Linked DNA regions of Sus scrofa: region 2 is linked to region 1. A link is a contact called in public HiChIP or PLAC-seq data. All regions are on one chromosome and are shown on one strand. The core of a region is the stretch at or near the end of the contact, and the rest is flanking DNA. Distances in the headings are between cores, read along the strand shown. Region 1 has its middle 160 kb from the start of NAMPT. Region 2 overlaps LOC102163285 (a long non-coding RNA gene).

What was found. HiChIP or PLAC-seq counts read pairs in DNA pulled down with a chosen protein or histone mark.
Region 2: a contact with region 1 is called in an H3K27ac HiChIP or PLAC-seq map of alveolar macrophages. The contact joins two enhancer-like sites. A contact is called at or near these places in 1 of 47 Hi-C or Micro-C datasets (embryonic fibroblasts) and 1 of 2 datasets of contacts at active chromatin or transcription factors (alveolar macrophages).

The regions. Positions count from the first base shown.
Region 1 is chr9:106,320,714-106,323,720 of Sscrofa11.1, forward strand. No RefSeq gene overlaps it. Among named protein-coding and RNA genes, the nearest start is that of NAMPT, 160 kb to the left of the region's middle. Within about 2 kb of position 1,413, at least 7 of the 83 cell types and tissues checked have an H3K27ac peak or open chromatin away from gene starts, as enhancers often do. A contact at or near this core is called in alveolar macrophages, where this site is marked.
Region 2 is chr9:106,570,877-106,573,883 of Sscrofa11.1, forward strand. The region is part of intron 2 of LOC102163285 (a long non-coding RNA gene); the gene reads right to left. Among named protein-coding and RNA genes, the nearest start is that of CCDC71L, 27 kb to the left of the region's middle. Within about 2 kb of position 1,560, at least 13 of the 83 cell types and tissues checked have an H3K27ac peak or open chromatin away from gene starts, as enhancers often do. A contact at or near this core is called in alveolar macrophages, where this site is marked.

The DNA of each region.
Region 1 (3,007 bases), core at 163-2,662:
GAGCTGGAAGCGAGTTGACCAGAAAATCTGTCACTACTATTGCCTTGCCTGCCAAGGCCGGCTTGTCTGGGAGGCTGGGTTCCACCTGCTTTCATGGCAGCCCAGCTCCAGGTGGTGAGGTTGGGGGAAAGGGACCTGAACTCTTACTCACCTCCTATTATTCCCTTTCTATATCCCAAGCCCATGAGCTGCAGATAAGTTCTTCCTTTTAGAAATCTCCAAACTCCCAATACTGTCTCCAGAAAACTCTGCTCACATAGTAGGACCCCTGGCCAGTCTTCCCTGGGGAAGAACTTTCTGGTCTCAGGCACCCCCTCTCCAACTCTCACCATCTCTCCTTCTGTGGGCATCTTGCACCCTCTGAATGCCACAGCTATCAGCTTAGCCAATGGCCATTCTCAGGTTATTCCATGGGCTAATCTCCCCAGCTAGAAGGCAGACTCTTAAAGGAACAGGATCCCCTGTCCCTCCCTTCCTTCCGTATTTTAAATACGAGGGTTTGACCTTGCCCTTGACTTTGGGACAGACAATTCCTGGTGAATAGGGCATAACAGTTCCTGCCCTAACACAAGGTTCAGTTTGGTGGTGGTGGTGGTAGAGGGAAAATATGATGAGAAAATACGCAATTGTAGTAGACCACAGCCGGGGACAGAAATTCACCCATTCATTTATTCATTCACTCATCCCACAAATGTATACAGGGCTGGAACTATGTTAGCCATTGGGGAATACAACTGCTGCGGGCAGAGCCTGTCCTCACCTGTTCACCATCCAGGAAGGGGAAGCCAGGATTAGAGAGCCAAGGGTGGTCAATAGCCTATATTCAGAAGGTGAGATGGAAACAAAGTCCTGAAGCTGCGAGATAAGGGTGATGAACACCAGTTACATGGAAATGAGCAGAAATTGAAGCTGCCGGGACACTTTAGCTCCCCCTTCCTTCTATGTGTTTCTAATCCAGACTTTCTTACTGGGGAAAAATAAAACCAAGAAACAAACCATGCTGTCTGTACATCTGTCATGTTGCACAGGGAAGGGCATCTCCCTCTCCAGGCTAGAGTTGTCTCTGGAAGTGCCTTCCCATGGTGGAAATTCCCAGAGAGCCCACTGGCATGGAAGGAGATATCTGTGTTTTTCTAGAACAGGAGGGGCTAACTTTCCCCTGGAACCTGCTACAAACTGCATTTATATTCCACCCACAGGAGTCCTTTGCTCCTTGATGTAAGAACGTCTTTCATGGAATGGGTTTCTCCATGGGAAGGAACACAGCAAAAAGGTACCAAGACCAGCCCTTGATCCCTTATTTCCACTACCAGCTAAATGGCAGGTTCCTCTCCAGGTACAAAGGTGGGGACCCAGACAAAGCCTGCGTCCTGCCATAGCTCTGGAGCTCTGCGGGGATTTCCACCAGCTCCCTGTCTGTGTCACTCAGTGTAGGGTGTTCCCAGCACGGCTCCCCGCCTCCACGCACCTCCTCCGCACCCCCAGGAGAATTCTGCTGTGTGAGGATGAATCGGCAGAATTTGCCAACAGTTGAGTCGAGGCAGGCATCTGGGTCCCAGTTGGGAGCTGCAACTGTCTCTCCTCCCCTTGGCAGGCAATCTCTCTGCCTAAGAATTGCCTTCCTGGGAGTTCCCATTGTGGCTCAGTGGGATAGGAACCCAACTAGCATCCATGGGGATGAGGGTTCGATCCCTGGCCTCACTATGTGGGTTAAGGATCTGGTGTTGTCGTGAGCTGTGGTGTAGGTCATAGACACAGCTCAGATCCCACGTGTCTGTGGCTATGGTGTAGGCCAGCGTCTGCAGCTCTGATTCAACCCCCTAGCCTGGGAATCTCCATATGCCAAGGGTGTGGCCCTAAAAAGCAAAAAAAAAAAAAAAAAAAAAAAAAAAAAATTGCCTTCCTGCTCAGTCCCTATGTCACATGCTCCTAGCCATTCTTCAGCTCTGTCCCCACTGCTGGCGCCGCTCAGGAAGAAGGGCAGGGAGGTTCCAACTCCCCAGGGTGAGTCCTTTGTGGCCCACACGGCTCTACAGACATGCCCGCAACATTACAGGCATGAGAACACAGCGCCGCCCAACAGCAACTGAACCCCCAAAACACTGATTTACATTTTCTACAGAATTAAGTGATTCTTTAGAGGTGGTGTGGACTCTTCAGAGAGAGGGATGTTGGCCTGAGGCTGGAGTAGATGGGCCCAGTTTTACAAATCATTTCTTCTCTGTGGCTGACCTTCTATGGCATAACACAAGGCCTTTGTTTTTCCTTCAGTTTGAGAACTTTCCCTTCTGACCTTGCTTTGCATAAGATACCTATGAAAGGTCAAAGATAAAGCCGCTGACAATCCCAGCATCTCACTGGAGACAGACATTTTTATCACCTCTCATCAGGGTGAGTCACCAAGGGGATATTTTGATTCCATCTCCTTTCCTTTTTTTCACATCCCCTCCTGTGTGATGTGAACAAGCCAGGAAATTTTTGCTTTCTTAATAATACATATCTTATTATGAGGCTTATAGCATCCTGCTAGGGTGAGCAGAGAAAGTCTTACCCCAATTTTTCAGATGGGGAAACTGAGGCTCAGAGACGTTGCACAACCTAGCCAAAGTTGCCCACGTGGAAAGTGGGAGAATCTGGTCTGAATTTTTTCTTTTTCTTTTCATTCTTTCTTTTCTTTTTTCTTTTTTTTTTCCTGCAGCATATGGAAGTTCCCAGGCCAGGGTTCGAATCCGTGCCACAGCTGTAACCAGAGCTACAGCAGTGACAACACCAGATCCTTAACCTGCTGAACCACATGGAAACACCTAAAATGTTTTTGTTTTTTACTCTACACTCAAGATCTGTTTTGTTAAAACGAACAGCCAAAAGGAAAACTAAGGATCCTAATAATTCATGGTGGGATAATCAGCCTGCCAAATAGGTTAATTGTTTGTTAAATTTTTAGTTTCTGATGTTTCTATCTATTAAAATCGTGATGGGCATGGAACCAACTGTATTCCCTACAGAT
Region 2 (3,007 bases), core at 310-2,809, 250 kb after region 1:
AATAGGGCCCTGGAGAAAAAAAATCTACAAAACAAAGGGGGATGCTGTGAAGGACATCAGCTATGTCTCTCAGAGTGGCTGGGCCCATAGTCCAAAGCAAGATGGCACAGCAGAAAACAAAAGCATAAGATGCTGGACCCTGTATATTACACACTGGTCATCAGCATCCATAGGGCCATTAAAGCCAGGGGAAAGGGTAGACTTCCTCTAGGGTTTCTTATAAGGTAAGAGGATGAAAGGGCCAAATGATGGGAAATATCAGTGTTTAGGGGTTGACAATGGGACGGAAGGAGTTTGAAAAATAAATAAATAAAATGTCCAGAGAGGCAAGAAGACCACCAGAAAAGACCAATGTCCTGGAAGCCAAGGAAGAGAGAGCTTCTGGAAGGAAGTGAGCAACAAGGTCAAGTGCTGGAAAGACAAGTTTAATAAGGGGAGGATTTTAAAGAGTTAGAAAGTCATTCATGACTCTGTCAGAGCCATTTTACCAGATTGATGAGTTATAAGCCTGATTATGGAGAACTTTAAAGTACATGGACCATGAAGAAATGTAGGAAATGTTTTATATTCTCTTGTGGGGTTAAATAATGAAATGGGTAAAATATAGCATGATCTCTAAGGGGATAGCAAGTTCAGAGGAGAAATTTTCCTTTAATATGGCAGAAACTTTAACATAGTAAAAGACTGTGGAGAAAAAAAAAAAGAAATGATAGAGAAATTGAGAAAAATGGGAAAGAAAAGGGGTTAAAAAGGATCAGAAAGAAAACCAACAGCGAGGTCTAAGGGAAGGTTGTCAGCTATACCGATTGCTTTTTAAAACACAAAAAAAACATAAAAGCAAAAAAATAGCCTGCTGTATTTGTCAACTAGGACATCAAAAATGGCCTTTTTGAGCGAGGTTCAACTGAGTGTTGAAGGCAGAGGCAAGGAGCTGAGACCCGAAGGGAATGGGGGAACTGAGAACAGAAAGTTTTAAGATCATGTGGTCAAGACACTTGCCTGTGGTGAAAGAAAACAGGTCAATTCGCTAAACCCATTATTTCCACCAGGCCCAGGGTCTCCATGAGTGGCCAGTGTACCAGTGACACTGCCTGCTTATTGGACTAGGGTGGGCACTAAAAAAGGGAAGTGAACTTTATAGCATGGATGTCAATCAAGGTGGGGCGCTTAAAGCAATACATACTTTACATGTCATGTATACATGACGTTCCGTTGGTGGAACCTCTTCTTGAGGAAATTAAAAGTTTGCTCATGCAATATTCTGTGATAATCGATATGGGGAAAAGAATCGGAAAAAGAATAGATGTTTATATATGTATAACTGAATTACTTTGTTGTGTAACAGAAATTAAGACAAATATTGTGTATCAACTATACTTCACTAAAATTTAAAAAAAAAGAAAAAAGAAAGTCTGCTCATGGTTCAATGACAGATGCACAGTGACACTATTGGAAGAGAATCGTAAATTTTTGGATTGAGGAAATACGCCCCTTTTTCTTGGAGATTAATTGATCTCCATTATAATTAGCTGTTGAAATAATGTCCAGAAACATACTCTCTGTTAGATTTCCTTTCAGAAATCACATTTCCCCTTTTCTATATTCCTCATTATTTTGAGCCAAGTATAGGAAAGCAAAGGGTCATTAAGAAGCCTATAAACCAAACACTTTTGTTTACACCTTCATGATCTCAGAATAGCTAAATAATAGTCGATACCAAAAAATAAAGCTAAATAAGTCACCAATTATTGATGAGGTCTGACTTGTTTTTGAAACAGCTCACTCATCCAGTAAGTATGGGCCCTTGTAATTACGTCCTTAAAGCTAACCAGGGTTTTCAAAAGTCAAGTGTAACCATGGGCTGTGGCTTTTATTAGTCACAGCCTCCAGGAGTGTTGATTCAGCTGAGCAGGAAGCGACAGGAGGATTCACTCTGACTTGTTAAGAGTCATGCATGGGGGAGGGTCTGGGACTGTGTAGAAGATGAACAAAAATAAGCAAGTAATTTAAAAAAAATTTTTTTTACTATGATTAAGAAAGGAGCATTTTTTTTTTACTATGATTAAGAAAGGAGCATTTATTTTTCTTCTGCTGTAACTGTTCAGTTTCATAATGGGTTATGAACTTGGTTACATTCTTTTAATGATATTTGAGCAGAGCAAGAGCAGGGAGGAAATTACCAAGCATGACTGCAGGCAATTGCTGACAAATACATTTGCATCATTTAAAAATATTTAACGCCCTCTGCCTTTGTTGTGCAAGAGTATACTACCAGTTCATTATGATTTTTAATTGGTACAACTCAAGTTGCTGAGTGCCACGTCTTGTCTATTGGAGGCGAAAAAAACAAAACCATCATTAATGAAAAATCTCAAACAAGGTTATGTTCGTCAGTGCGGAGATGGGCTGCCTTTCTAAATATTTGAGAACAGTCTAAAAACTTTAAGGGTGTAAAATTTAAATTAATTTAGGAATTAATTGAAAGAAAAAATTAAGAACTTTAATTGTAAAAATACACGCAGAAGCCAAAGTTAACTTGAGATAAAAATTTTTAGCCTTAAAAATCTTTTGGGCATGGATAGACAATCTGAGAGAAAAAAGTTTTTTAAATCCCACTTCCACTGCATCTCATCCACTCCACAACCTAATAGAGTGCCTGAGAAACATTTATTGAGGACAAATGTGAGTCAGTTATTTGCTAGGGGATGGGGACACAGGGATGAGTAAGGTACCTACTTTCTTTTTTTCTTGGCTTTTTAGGACATCACCTGCAGCACGTGGAAATTCCCAGGCTAGGGGTTGAATCAGAGCTGCGGCTGCCAGCCTATGCCACAGCCACAGCCACACAGGGTCTGAGCCACATCAGCACCCTACACCACAGCTCACAGCAATACCAGATACTTCACCCACTGAGCAAGGCCAGGGATCGAGTTCACATCCTCGTGGATACTAGTCAGGTTCATTACTTCTGAGCCACAATAGGAACTCCCTGAAATTTTTTTCAATG